2 separate regions of the Triticum aestivum genome follow, and region 1 is linked to region 2. The links are chromatin contacts, called in public Hi-C maps. All regions are on one chromosome and are shown on one strand. The core of a region is the stretch at or near the end of the contact, and the rest is flanking DNA. Distances in the headings are between cores, read along the strand shown.

Region 1 (7,188 bases), core at 1,317-3,816, 880 kb before region 2:
CACACACAAGTAATACCGGAATCGGGCGGCGACTCGAGGGTCGGGGTGGCGGCAGTCGTGTGGGTGGGGCTGAACGGCTTCCCGATGGGGGTCGGCGCGGCGGCGGAGCGGGTCTTGAGGTCGAGCAGCTGCAGCCCCATGAGGCGCCGGCTCTGGAGCTCGATCGCCTGCTGCAGCTCCACCGCCTGCTGCTGCTCCTCCAGCTTCCTCCTCAGCAGCATCTCGTTGGCGCTGTTCGAGTGCTGCAGCATCCTCGCACCTGAAATCCAAATCAAACACAAGAATCTCAGCTCAGCACACACTCACTCATCATGCATATGAACATGAACAATCAACATGAAGTTGCAACAATGACGAACCAACAATCTGGTGCAGATCGAAGGGGTCTCTGGCGTCCAGCCCGGTGGGAGACCCGCAGCCGGAGAAGTCCACCCTCTCGCCCTGCTGCTTCCTGCAGAGCAACAGCGGAAATAAATGGTCATGGGGATGTTGTCGTTGTTTTAGTTACTGCTGCCGGAAGCAAGCGGCAAAGATCGCCGTGGGCTTGCCTGAACTTGTCGGGGACCTTGCCCTTCTCCTTGTAGGGCTTGACGAGCACGCGCGCGTCGCAGATGAAGTGCGGGTTGCCCTTGGCCAGGATCAGCTTCACCGTCTCCGGGTAGACGAAGGTGACGAATCCGAACATGCGCTTCTGCTGGTAGGGGATGCGCACGTCGTGGACAGGGCCGTAGATGCTGCGGTTCAGGGGAAGAGCACGGTTAATCCCGGTGGAACTTTCAGGCAGAGCGGAGGTCGAACTGCGGTGTGCGAGCGAGCACGGTGAGGTACCTGAAGTAGTTGGAGACGTCCTCCTCGCGGAAGGTGCTGTCCGCCGGGAAGGTGAGGTAAATCTGCCGGGACCCCGGGTTCATCATGCTCGCGAAGTCGCCGCGGTCGAGACGGGGACGGTTCATGAACTTGTGCGCCTCGTCGCCGCCCAGCATCAGCGCCGCTGCGGCAGCCGCGGCCGCCGCCCTGCGAATCGGAGAGCAATCGGTGAGCTGCCGGCTGGTAGAAACGAGAGCGAGAAGCTCGTCGGTGGCGAGGGGGGTGGGTATTTACCTCTGGCCCTCGTTTTGCTGCTGCTGCTGCTGCAGGAGCAAGCTCAGGCACTTGCTCGCCGCGGAGGGGGAGCCAGGGAGAGAGCCGGTGGGGGAGTAGGCGAAGCCGGCGGCGGCGGCCAGGCGCTGGGACTTGGAGCGGAGGAGGAAGTCCTGGCACTGCTGCTCCACGGCGGCCTGGTCCATCTTCGCGCCGGCGAGGTCGTCAGGGAGACCGCCGTGCACGAACCGGCAGGCGCTCCCGTTTTTGCAGTACCCGCGCGCGTAGTAGAGGCACGGCTTCCAGCCGAGGCCGTCGCTGCCCCCGAAGCAGAGCTCGCTCACCGACGCGCTCCTGCGGTGCCCGGGCCCGCCGTTGGCCCAGCCGGCGCCGTAAGGGAAGAGCCCGCCGTCGCCGCTGGGGCTGCGGCACTCGCCGCTGTCGAAGAGCGGGAGCTGACGCCCTCCCCCACCGCCCATGCCTCCCTCGCTGAGGAACGCGAGCTGGTCCTGCAGGTGGAGCTCGTCGAGGATCAGCGAGGAGTCCCCGCCGAAGAAGGGCGACTGCGGGCCCCCACCGCCGTTGGCCGGGCTCATCAGCTGCTCCTCCCCGACGCCCGCCATCTCCTCTGCGGTGCCATTGCTGACGCTGTTGCTCCTGGAGAACACCGGCGGCGGGGCCCACGAGGAGGGCGAGGAGACCGACAGCGGCGAGGGCGCCGTGCCTCCGCCGCAGCCGCCGCCGCGGCCGGAGTTCTGGCGCGACAGCATGAAGGGCGAGTGGGCGGCGGAGGTGGGCGTCCCCGGCCCCGACCCCGGGAGCAGGCCGAGGTCCTTGCGCGCCTTGGCCATGACGGCGAGCAGCAGCGCCTCCGGGCCGAAGGCGAGGCGTATCATCTCCTTCTCGCCGTGGTCCTGGATGAGCAGCAGCCCCATGATCTTGGCCGCGTGGTCCGGGTCCAGCCCCTGGATCCGCGCGAACACCACCTTGGTCGCCTCGTAGGCGTCCATGCCGCCGATCGACCAAGCTCGCCCAACCCAACCCAACCAAACCTAACTTGCAAACAACCTCACACCCCTTCTTCCTCCTCCCTCCCTCCCGTCCTCGCACAGCACAACGAACCACTAGCTAGAGAGCGAGCTCGAGCCGGAGACCAGCGACTCCATGAATCCCCAGAGCTCGTTCGTGGGTTAGCTAGCGAGCTATACTAGTTGAGGCAGCGGCAGCACGAGGGTGGTGCGCACCTTCCCTTCCCTTCCGTCCCCCTCGCGCTGTATCCCAATCTCCCTATGTATAAGCTGGCCGCCCGCCGTCCCTTTTCCCGGGAGGAGACGAGAGGACGAGGGTGCCGCCGGCGATTGGCAAAACCTCACGAGGGGGTTTCTGCAAAATGCGCCTGCCGCGTTCTGTCCTGCGGTGTTTTTATCTGCTGCTGCTGCTGCTGTGATGTTTTTCCCCGCTCGCTCGTCGTCTCAGGAGAGAGTGAGGGAGGGAGGCGGGATAGATAGATCTGGATCTCCGTGGCCCCCATTTATAAAAACTCGATCCACCGCCTCTGTCACCGCCTCTTTCCCCCCTTTCTTTTCTCTGCATTCTTCCTGTGCTCTCCTGACGCATGGATAGGAATGCCAAATTGAAATTACGAATAGTACCGTCACCCGATCAATCAATCTGGCGGTAAAAAACGGCACCAGTGTGCTGTGATTTTGAGTTTTTACTGTTGTTACCGCTGCGCGGCCGGGGTGGATCTGTCTGTGTGTGATTGACTGGAACGGCCGCGATCTGGGGTGCTGACCGGACCGGGGCCCAGCGGCCCACGCGGCGGCGCCCACTCCGGTCGCCGTCCCGTCCCGCTTTGTCCTTTGCCTCGTCGCCGCTGGCCGCTGCTGCTCCCTCGCTGCGCTGCTGCCGCTGCCCACTGCGGCGGCCTTTCGCGATAAGAATGGCGCCCGGCCCGGCCCGGCATTTTTATACTCCTTTCCTCCGTTTGATACCCGTAGCCGAGCTAAACTGCTAAAGCTAGCCGCGTTCGCCTTTCCGTCGCTTCACATCGTTTGTTTACTCCCAGATCCTTGTCGTTTGCCCCACTGCTGTGTAAACTCGATTATTCTTCTCCTTTTGCTGCTCCAGATGATTATTGTTCTCTAGTTAGTAAGTACTAATCTTATTAGTGGCCCTAATTAATGCCAAATTTTTTGCTTCTGCAAACGAACGAGTAGCTTTTTCTGGGAGGAGCCGCACGGAGCGGAGCGTGCATATCGGGGCGTCGGGCGTGCGAGCGCGCTCCCCGTCATCCTCCCTCGGCGTCGCTTTCCTTGCTCCTCCCTCGGCCTCCACTGGCCACGGATCAAACCCAAAATTTCGAGTGTAAAATACTCTCTCATGATGCTCAGTCGAATAATGGAGCATACGTGGAAGGAAAAAAATGATGGGGATAAACCGCAATTTCCACGTCACTTTCCGTCGGGCCCGGCGTGCTCTGTTTGCTTGTTGTTGGGCGCGCGACGGGCGCTGTCTGTCCCCCTGCTGCTGCCGCGTCAGCTCGTGTTACGTGCTCCTACCCCAGTCGGATTGACACGCGACCGTGCGGGTCGGTCTCCCGGCCGATCGCGACGCCGGTCGCGCGGGTGATCGATCATCATCCCTTGGCGCGGCCGCGCGCGGCGAGAGCCGGGAGCGCCCGGCGTTCACGATCGTGGTCGAGGCCGTGAACTTGGTCGCGGGGCAGGGGAAAGCCGAAAGCCAAATGTGATTGGCGCCGATGCCCACGGATGAGGGGTGATATGGCGCGAAAAGAAGCGACGACCCTGGGGCCGAATGCACGGGGGCTTTTGCCCCGCGCGCGCGCGCCTGGTTGGCGCCGTTGCCCGGCCCCCGCTCTCTTTTCACCGCCTTTCGCGTGCACGCGCAGTGCCCTTTGCCCTGCCCTGCGCGCGCGCAGGCACGGCACGGCACGGCGCGGAGTGGCATCCCGTGCGCGCGCACATGGAGGCCCTGCCCGCGGTTGTTTTCGCGGGTCCATCGTTTTCCGTTGCCTGGCTTCATTCCGTTTTCTTTTTTGAGAGTACGCTTCATTCCGTTTTCTACCAACCGCAGCAAAAACGAGTTCACTGATGCAATCATGGTGGAAGCCAGTAGTGCTGTGTTTTTATAGGATTTTGGAGCGCCACGTCGCCGTCTCTGTCTCTTTCACCTCTTCGCTTCCCGCTCATACCGTATGGAAGTAGCAATGATTGAACTTGGCGGAAATGTCTTACGAGTAAGTAGGAACAATCTTTCGGTGACCAGTAAACTACCAGAATTAGCACGTACGCCGGCCGCGCCACAGCTGGGGGAAATACGACGTCGCGTGACCACGTCATGTCACCTGTCTGGACGGAACGGGGCACAACCGCTACCGCGCAACCATACGTACTCGGGTCGTAGGTACGTACACTGGTCATTCGTCAAATGTACGGCGGCCCGTCGACAGCGCCTCGCCGCTCTGTGGGCTGTGGCCATGGCACATGCCGTATTGAATCCGCTCTGTGCATGGCCATGTCTGACAGCGAGACGGACGGGCCACGATCGCTTGTCCTCTAGCGCAGTTCAAATTGTAGGAGGAGTGGTGGAGTGGTATTTTTGAACTGGATAGATCTTGCTTTCGATTAGTCTATGATTCGCGTCACGCTGTCAGACACACCACGCAGTCTACGTACGCGTGAGCGTTCACGTAAAAATTGCTTGTTTACGGTACGTGGGGAGTAGATTGGAGCGTGGGGCCCACCGGCGCGTACGAAAAGGAAAGGGAGAAAGGCGCTCCCAGTTTCAGAACCTCACATGGAGGGAGGAGGGCGTGGCCTGTCCCGATCCGGTGTGCCGCGTCGCCGTGTGGGCGGGTTTGTGGCCGGATCGAGTGTCAGTCACATCGGCTGTTCCGACCAAGTACCCACTTGCTCTCTTCTTCCTTACTCTTTTTCTCGTTGTGTTGGCGAAAATATGCTCCGTGGCTCTGTTGGCCTGCGAATTAGCACACGCGAGAACAAAAAAGCATGTCGTTCTCCGAAAACAGCAAGCGAATTTTGATGAAAACGTACCTGAATCTTTTGGTCTGCTTGGGGTTTGGTGCATCTTGGTCGAGATACGGTGCATGCATTTGGTGTGAGGTGTATCTGTGGTCCATAGTATTGAGGACGATCTACGAGCTTATGTTGGACGTCTGAGTTTTTACGTAGTAGGTATGATTTTCTAACAACATGTCCGGAAATTTGTGAGCATATCAATGCTGAGAAAGGAGCCCAAGGCTCATCTTTTGCATTGAAGCTTGTACCGTCCGCCGCGTGTGAGATGATTCGATGAAAACATGGCTGTGTTCATAGATTGGTCCTCATAAAACACAAGGTGTATGAATACCTGAGTTGGTAGAACATGGACCTTGTTGGCACGGCCGGCAGCGAACCAAACCAAACCAAACTGGGGACCGTATTAAATTGCAACTATTCTTGGGTTCCGGTTAGTAGTGGTGTAATACTTTTGATGTACTTGTTACCGGAGAACGCTTTGTGTATGTAGGGCGATCTTGCTTCAACTTGGTGTTGATCTTGCAATTATTTTAGTCATTTTCCGATTGACCAGCAACTCCGACGCGCCGACCTAAACGGACGATAGTTTTGTCCGCATTTTGTCCATTTGGCTCGGTCGCCCGCTTGGCATCCGTCCTGTTTAACATTTGTGTCGGCAGTGCGCTCAATGCCTGCGATCCATTTCATGTCCGCGCACAAATATGAAAAGGCCCGCGGCCGTAGTTCATGCCAGCGGCCATGTCATCGCCCAAAGTTCATGCCGGCACCATGCCAGCGGTCGGCATACAATGCCAACTTTAAAAAAACATCACACGGTTCATATGTTGGCGCACTTGCCAGCGTCGGCACACATACCAGTACACAAAAAGGGGCGGCAGTTTGACCACGACATCGTGGTTGTGGTCATGCCAACATACAAAATAGGATGATGCTCATCGCTAGAGATCACTCGTCGTCGAAGTTGAGCATGTCAGCCTGCATCTTTTTGAACCACTGCTTCTTCCTTGGCGACACGGTGTTGAGATCCACCTTCATGACCTCCACCCCCGTCATCACGCTAGCGAGAGCCACTTCTTCCGCCTTGGTCTTGGCATTGGCGGCCTCGATCTCTAGCATCTTGGCTTGCTTCTCCGCCTCCATCTCAAGCATCTTGACTTGCTTCTCCGCCTCCATCTCAAGCCTCCTCCTTTGGATCTCCATGAAGGCGTTCATTTGCTCTTTCCTGTCTTGCCGACGTTTCTCCTCCCTTGAGTCCTTCTTGGTCATCATGCCCTCCACGGTTGCGATCAAGACGATCGACGCCGCATCCCACTTGTCCTCCTTCTTGGAGTTGGTCTTCCCCCGCGGTCGTGGCTTCTCGCCCTTCCCAACCTCCTCCTCCCCCCATGCGTCATGAGGGCAGCATATTGCGCCTTGAACTTCTCCTCATCTTTGATGACCCTCCAACAATGAGAGAGGTTGAAGGACTTGCCATCATGTTGGACCTTAAATGCCTACAAATGAATTGAATGCAAGCATATTGGCAAATGGATATGTAAATGGACGTGCAAGCATAAACGGAATGACACAAAGAGGGGCGCATGCATGCATACCATTTCTTGCATGCCGATGCCGCTCACGGGGCGTGCCTTGTTGCTTTCAAAAGTGGCACAAAACTTGTTGCACTCTAGTTGGATCACCTTTCATTGCTTCGAAATGGACACCCACCCACACGTGCTTTGCATTTGGTATAGCGGAAATTTCTGGCGTTCATGGAACTCACGATGGACACGAGCCCAAAAGGTTGATGCCTTTTGTTCGGCGCCAACATTGAGGTCTTACCCAATATCCCTCCAACACTCACAAAGGAGCTTGTCCTCGGCCACCGTGTATGCCTTCGTCGGCCTGCTCTTGCGCTTCGGCTTCATCCCGTCGGCTTGGCTGGCGAGCTCGTCCTTGAACAAAGGCTCGATGTCGATGTCCAACTCATCTCTTCCTCGAGGTCGTTGAGGGAGTCCTGGATTAGGGGGTGTCCGGATAGCCGGACTATCACATCAGCCGGACTCCA
Region 2 (7,658 bases), core at 3,572-6,071:
AAAAAAACATTTCCCCTCGACTGCTGGGACCCACCAGCTACATCTTTGCACGCAAGGAAGTGCGTCCGAAAAAAACGATTCACCCCCTGACTGTTGGGACCCAACAGCTACATCTTCGCACGCAAGGAAGTGCCTGACAGTCGGGACCCACCTGGTCAAAGCGTACGTAAGGTTGTCATTCTGGTGGCGAACGTGTATGTACATACTGGTTAATGTAGAGGCGCTCACGTAGCATGTACACGTACATACAGTGGCCAGTGTGCAAGAAAGAAAATATGGCCACGTACGTACATACGGGCGGGGTCTCGAACGCCTACTCGCGCATACGTACGGCCAGGGTTCGTGTACATGGCTGGGCCGGAACGGAGAAACTGCGCATCGTCGTGTTCATGGGGAGGCAACGGAATGCGTCGTGTTCATCGGGAGGCAATGGAACGCGTGGGAGCCAACCGACTTGGATGGAACAGCCGATGGAAACGAGGCCTGGCATACCGCTGAATGGAGAAAACAACCTTATGTTCGACCGGCCACGTTCGAAATAGGATCTTGTTCATCGGGAGGGCTCTGGCGTACCACAAAACAGAGGAAACGGACTTCTGTTGGACCTCCTACGGTCGAAACGGGGTCCTGTTGATCGGGAGGGGTGTGGCGTACCGCAAAACGGAGGAAACGAACTTGTGTTGGAGCGCTACAGTCGAAACGGGGGTCCTGTTCATCGGGAGGGGTGTGGCGTACTGCAAAACGGGACTCCATGGGATACTGTTCATCTCCATCGTCAACCTCCTCCAGCCTCCACGGCTACTATTCATCCATCGTCGAGCTCCTCCAGCCTCCACCTGCGACTGTTCATCCACAGGCTCCTGTTCATCCAGCCTCCGCCACGTGCTACTCCACCAGCTACTGTTCAACCAGCCCTCTCCACGGGCTACTGTTCAACCACCCCTCCACGGGCTACTGTTCATCCAGCCCTCCACCAGCTATTATTCAACCAACCCTCCATGGGGTCGTCCTGTTCATCCAGCCCTCCACGGGGTCCTGTTCATCCAGCCCCAACCGGCTCGATCAGGGTCCTGTTCATCCAGAGGCAACACCACGGGGTCTTGTTCATCCACCCCCACCGGGAACTGTTCATCCAAACCCCCCCCAGCAACACTCACTATTCACCCAGAGGCAGCATCGATCGACTTCAGTTAGCAGTAGTAGCGAAGGAATTGCTCGATCGCTTGGGTTCAGTAACGCGTAGCCTGCAGTGCAATCACTCAGGTTGAGTTAGGCGATGCCTCGCTCGGGTTTAGTTAGAGCCCAACTCCTCGCACCCACGCGCGTACGGTACGAGAGAAACGTGCATCGCTCGACCCCGATCACCCACCATAACCGGGAACTCCCTGATATTTTCCTCGCCCTCGCTTCTACCACGGTTTTTCCGTCATGGACGGCCCAAAGAATGTCATGCAGCCGCGTCTCCAGCCCGCCCAGGACGAAAAACCCATTTTCTGTCATGATTTTTTGTCATAGAAGTAGGAGCCCACCACATATATGATGATACCGGGTTTTGTCACAATTATCGTCATAGAAGTGTCATAAGTATGACAGAATTTTTTTTCTTTCGGCCCAAAATTGTCACGGATGTGTCTTTCTTTTGTAGTGGATAGAACCCACTTGGAAGAAAATCAAAATGATTTCCAAGTGGTAAGTCCAAAAGAAGTTGACAAAAAATCCAAATCCAAATCAAATATTCAATAAATCCAAGAAAAAGAAAAATTGGCTAAATCCAAGGTGTCACAACACATACATGAAACCATAAAAATAATTAAATGACAACTACTAATAAGCATAACAATATGAGTAGGACACTACATCATCTCATATCCCCTTCATTGCATTTCCTTCTTACTAGCTTCCACAGATTTTTTAAAGTGAATTAGCTTCCACAGATTTGTTTGGTCCTTTCGCTAAGCTTGCACAATTCAGCCATAGTAGGCCCACCCAAGACAGGAGGCCCACCAAGGCCAGGATTAAGCTTCATGTAGTTACAAAGGCACCTGTTTCCCCTGGACCTCTCAAGACCTTTGCCTACCGCCTGGCAGCACTCTTTCTCCGCAAATGGGATTTGAACCAGGTTTTGTTGATGGATTGAAAGCAAGCAAGCATTTGTCCCTCATGGTGGTCACCAATCGGTTGCCTATCATTTCAACACATGATTTTGAGTCCGCTTGCAGCAGGAGACTGACGAAGATCAACTCTAGTGTGATCATCGACAATCCTATGGGAGCCCATGGTTTCGGTGCCATGCCGGCAGAGAATACCCCTCCTGGTGGGGAGGTCTGAACTGGTGATGTAGGTGATTGGTTGCTTCCATTGTCGCACCCCCTGTCCTTTTATAGATCTTTGGTGTTGCATGCATTAGATAATGAACTTGGACGGTTGCAATACGATGAGGGCTCGTGATTGCATACCAACTGTTTAGATTTAAAGAAATTCCTATATTTATCACATCGAAAAATATCCAAAAATGCTTTAATTGCATGGTTCCTTTGCCTGTGCTTTTCTTTCTTGTCCCCCTTCACATTACCATTACTTTTATTGCCTTTCATTATATAAGGACAATCTCTAGTATTAAAGGGGGAGTTGGTGGCCGTACGTTCATTGGTCAAGCCTCCCCTCCCATGTCATGCATTAACTCAGCCAAATCAAATCAAATCTTTTGCAACGCCGTGGGTGTAAGGTAATTGCATTAACTCAATCAAATCAAATGCAAACATTCTAGATATAGATTGGATACGGGCAACCAAATCAAATCAAATATTTTGCATTAACTCCATCAAATCAAACGCGGACATTCTAGATATTTTGCACTATCTCAATCAAATTAAATCAAATAACTTCCTAATTTTAAATATGACTAGCAAAAGAGTTTGTGCGTTGCAACAGAAGAAGAAAAATCACACGCCTTTAACCCAATAACCATGATTCAATACCCCAATAGGTCTATGTCCTTTATTTCCGCACATGACATCCATCTATGTTGCCACTTATTCTCCTTCCCACACTCACTGAAGGTGGCCTCAGTGCTCACACAATCACATATGTGTTTGAATATGGTCAATCCTAAGACATCTCTCTCTCTCTCTCTCTCTCTCTCTCTCTCTCTCTCTCTCTCTCAGCATAAGATGAGAAATCTGCCTTTTTTCCCGCGAGGTTTTGACGAGGCGTGCATGTCTCGTTATAGATAGTTTCTTTCGTCTCCAATTTGCTTTTGCTGAGGCATTCATTTTTAGTCTGGATCGACACCGATACGAAAGAAAGGTGGATCATGCGATATTGATTAGACTAGCACCCTAAATATCATTTAAAAAAATACTTAATAGATAAAATAACATTGTATTTAGATTCTATAGATTTTTAATCAAATTCCATATACATGTTAAATTTGGAGTTACGATTTTAAAGATATGGATTTTTTTAAAGAATTTTATATGGACTGTGAGTTGATTATCCCAAATATCAGGGGTTTTACTACAAAAGAAAAAAAATCTAACTTAGAACTGAACTGCGAGTTGATTAGGAAAACATAAGTTTTTTTCCGCAAAAGCGAAAATCCGATTTAAGCCTAGATTGCGGGGTGAATATCAGAAAGATCAATGGATTTTTTGTAAAACACGTAGTAGCTGGGAAAAATAAATAGTCATTCCTTTATTAATAGGTATGGAAAGTTGCCTCTGAAAAAATTCATCGTTATGAGAATTGTTTTGTATTCCCTTGTACTAAATCAGTGACAATTAATATGTATAGGAGAGAGTAATTTATTTATTTATGATCCAAAACATTGTGTTTGCTGTATTTTTCCAATTCAATCAAAAAAGTTGTAGGCCACTCTAGTAAAAGAATTGAGAAAAAAAATGTGTGCATTGAGTGGACTTCCCCAAGGGTAAAATGGATTGCTACTAGAGCACGCATCTGGCATCGTATCCCTTCGCATGTGCTTCTCGCCACTCGGATGATCAGAGATTCCTAAATTATGTCATTGTTGCCAGAGTCTGTCTCATTTTTTGTGGCCTTATGCAATGGAGGTGCGGTGGACCTCGACCCTTGCGAGTGGGATGGGTCCTGCTCCGTTTTAGGTGTCTCCTTGTCCCGGTTTAAGTTTTGTGTCCTATTTAGAAAGGTGAGGCGTCAGCGACTTCTTGAAGATGGAATGAGGTTCTCCTTGCCTAGCCCCATCCTGGTGGTACTTCTAGCATCATCTGAGGGCATTTGGAGTTGTGTCTCTAGCTGATCCCTGAAGATTCGGTCGGTTTTTGTCTTCGGTGAATCTACTTGGATTTGGTCCTTGTTCATCTACATCCATGTGTCTACAGGCTGGATACTTTTGAGCTTCTCTTCATCGATGATGATTGTCTGTTGCGCTCGTCCCATAAGGTCTTAACATGACGACTTCCTCACTGTTACCACAACAAGATTTGTTCGACATCGGTAAGGGCTGACGATGGCAGCACTCCTTTGACTCGCTTCAATGCTTATATTCGTCGGTAATGGTCTATGTACTTGTTACTTTTATTTTATTGTTTGTACTGCCGTGACTATGGATGAGTCCATCGAAAGTTTTTTTTCAGAAAAAAGAAAGTTTAACTGGACGCTGAATGCATCAACACGTCGACACGCTCTCTGGTTGGCGCGTACACGGTCAATTACCTGCCTACACCAACCAATCACGGTCCGGCGCACCCGTGGACCAGCACCGTGAGAAATTACCGAGCACCGCAGCTCCGGTGGCGTCCGGCCAACTCCGCACACGCGCGCGGACGAAGCCAACCCAGACCCAACCGCACCGGCACGGGCACGGCGAACCCGCACAAGCAACCCCCCACCCCCTCCCCCGCCGCGGCCGCTACAAAGCGCCGTCCTTTCCGCACGCCACCGCCACCGCCACCTCCCTCCCGCCTCCGTCGCGCGCGCGCCCGGCGGCAGCACCTAGACACCACCGCGCCACATCCCGAGGCGCACGCATTTCCCCAACGCGCGCCCGGATCCCGACGCCACCCCTCCCGAAGTCAAACCCACCGACGCGCGCACGCCCGCCTAAAACTCCACCCCCGAGGCTCGCGCAGATCGGCTGTCCATCCCTCGCCTCCTCCACGCCCACGCCGACGCGCGCGGAGCGGAGCGGACGGACGGGAGCGCTGGATCCCGCGGAGGATCTAGAGGCGGTCAAGCAGCCGTCGCCCCCCGGCCCCGGGGGCCGCATCCGCTACCGCACGCCCTCCTCGCCCGACCTCCTCCTCCTGCCCGCCGACAAGATGCGCCGCTACTCGCAGCTGCCGGGCGCCGGCCGCCAGGACACGCTCGCCGACCGCGTGCACCGCTACCGCGGGGTGCTGCTCGTCGTGCTCGCGCCCCTCGCCCTCGTCTCGCTCGTGCTCCTCCTCATGCCGCGCGCGCCCGCCGGGGCCGCCCAGAGGCCCCTGGGAGGAGGGGTCGGCGCCGCCGCCGCCGGGGGTAAGAAGTACGCCGTCATATTCGACGCCGGCAGCTCCGGCAGCCGCGTCCACGTCTTCTGCTTCGACGGCAACCTGGATCTTGTCCACATTGGCACCGACATCGAGCTCTTCGTCCAGGTAAGTCGACGACCCGTTCGTCCATCGGATCTGGATCTGGTCTAGGTCATTGTCAGCTGAATTCCGTTCCCCTTCCGCCCTTGCAGAAAAAGCCTGGACTTAGCGCGTACGCCCAGGACCCGCGCGAGGCTGCTCAATCGCTCGTCTCCCTCATTGAGAAGGCCAAGGAAGTGGTTCCGGCTGAATTGCGCGACCAGACGCCTGTCAGAGTTGGGGTGAGTGGTTTGTTCACACTAATTGATTTTGTAATCGGTGCTTGTTGATGTCCTTAGCTTCCTCATTCATTCACAGGCAACAGCAGGGCTAAGAGCTTTGGGAGCAGGAAAATCCGAAGAGATCTTGCAAGCGGTAAATGGTCTTCTATCATATCATCATCATCATCATCATTGTCTGCATTGCGAGTTATTATGCTTTTTTGTTTTGTTTCAGTGAGGTTTTTGTTACGTTATTACCAATTTGCCATGATTGATTGTGTACCTGGATGTTAATGTATCCACAAAAATGCAGGTTAGGGATCTTCTTCGTGAAAAGAGTTCATTTAAGAACCAGCCGGATTGGGTCACAGTTCTTGATGGAACTCAGGAAGGTGCATATGAATGGGTAGGATGCTGGCCTTAATTATCACATATGGTTGCGTTTCATGTTATTCTAACGCTCTTCAGTATTTTCTTTTTACCACTGCATGTATTTCATTTTTTTAGAAGACTACATGCCATTTTCCTAAGTTATGAACTGATTTGATGGTTTACTAGTAAGGTACACGTGCATTGCACGTGAGAACTTACATAACCAATGTATGATTGCATATTTGACATATCACGTAACACAAGCAACTAGAGATTATAGTCACATATGCATCATGTATGAGATGTAGATTTAATTCTTGTAGTTCATGGCACTGAAAAATAAATATAAATCATTTTATGAAGATGCTGCCATAGCCTTGTACAAGAAGTAAATAAAGCAAAAGTGAATGTCAATTCTTTGAGCGGCATGTTATATTGCTATGCTACTGTAGCAATGGAGTTTCTTTTGTGTGTGTTCTCTTTAATAAAGTGATAAGGTTTGTGCATATTATGCATTTATATTCATAAAGTAAAAAAGCAATAGCAATTCATTTACAAGATAAAAGTTGGCAGTCTTAAAGTATGGAAGATTGTAGAACACAGGAGAAACATAGTGCTTTGAGATTTGTGCATAGGGTGCATTGTGCTTAAGCTTAGTAATGGAATATTCTAGATGGTACGCATGCATGGCAAAATCTTGTATATTGAATAAGATGTCCAATGGCCAAGAATGCTTGTATTTGCTGACTTTCCACAGTTTGATTGGCTTCATCCAACAGCCAATATTCGAAGTCATTCCCACACTATATAGTGGTATAGATATAGATGGTATAGACATGTAAAATTGTATGTCAGTAGAGTTCAAGGTAACCACTGACCAGGCCTATTAGAGGTCAGATTGTGCGCTAAGCAGAGTGTTTAGGAATTACTCATAAGCTTTGCTGCTTTGTTTACTACCTTCTAGTTAGGGACATATACCATATCTCTCTCATTCACTCTTCTATAATCTTACAGGTTACCATTAATTATCTGTTGGGAAATCTGGGAAAGACCTATGCAGACACAGTTGGTGTGGTTGACCTTGGCGGTGGATCTGTCCAAATGGCGTATGCTATCCCAGAGAAGGATGCTGAAAAGGCTCCTAAACCAGCAGATGGTGAAGAATCATACGTGAAGAAGCTTTTCCTTAAAGGGACAACATATCATCTTTATGTGCACAGGTTGATATTATAACTTCCGTTAGCTTTTTGCTGTTCCTCCTGTTTAGCTGAATTATTGTCCTGGTAATTTGTGAACCCTCTGCTGATGTTTCTAAGCATAACACGAAGTAACAATTATGAAAACCTATTTAAGCACCTGATGGTGGTACTGTCCTGCAAATCTTGTTTTTGTCTAATTGGATTGATGAGTCATAAATCACTGAAAGAAAAAAAAGTGCAATCATGTAAGAAACGATCATGTCACCACAATACATTAA

The links. Hi-C and Micro-C count contacts between places; a contact is called where the count stands out from the background.
Region 1: a Hi-C map of leaf shows a contact between it and region 2, with 5 times the contacts expected there. The contact joins the promoter of LOC123043658 here to the promoter of LOC123043656 in region 2. A contact is called at or near these places in 2 of 5 Hi-C or Micro-C datasets (both in leaf).

What each region holds. Positions count from the first base shown.
Region 1 is chr2B:93,832,409-93,839,596 of IWGSC CS RefSeq v2.1, reverse strand. It overlaps LOC123043658 (zinc finger CCCH domain-containing protein 53), which reads right to left and starts at 2,566. Exons shown (of 9, transcript XM_044466178.1): 1 at 1,102-2,566; 2 at 829-1,014; 3 at 549-734; 4 at 360-451; 5 at 8-259. The coding sequence starts at 2,090.
Region 2 is chr2B:92,953,767-92,961,424 of IWGSC CS RefSeq v2.1, reverse strand. It overlaps LOC123043656 (probable apyrase 2), which reads left to right and starts at 4,821. Exons shown (of 9, transcript XM_044466173.1): 1 at 4,821-5,615; 2 at 5,702-5,830; 3 at 5,907-5,963; 4 at 6,123-6,215; 5 at 7,196-7,401. The coding sequence starts at 5,298.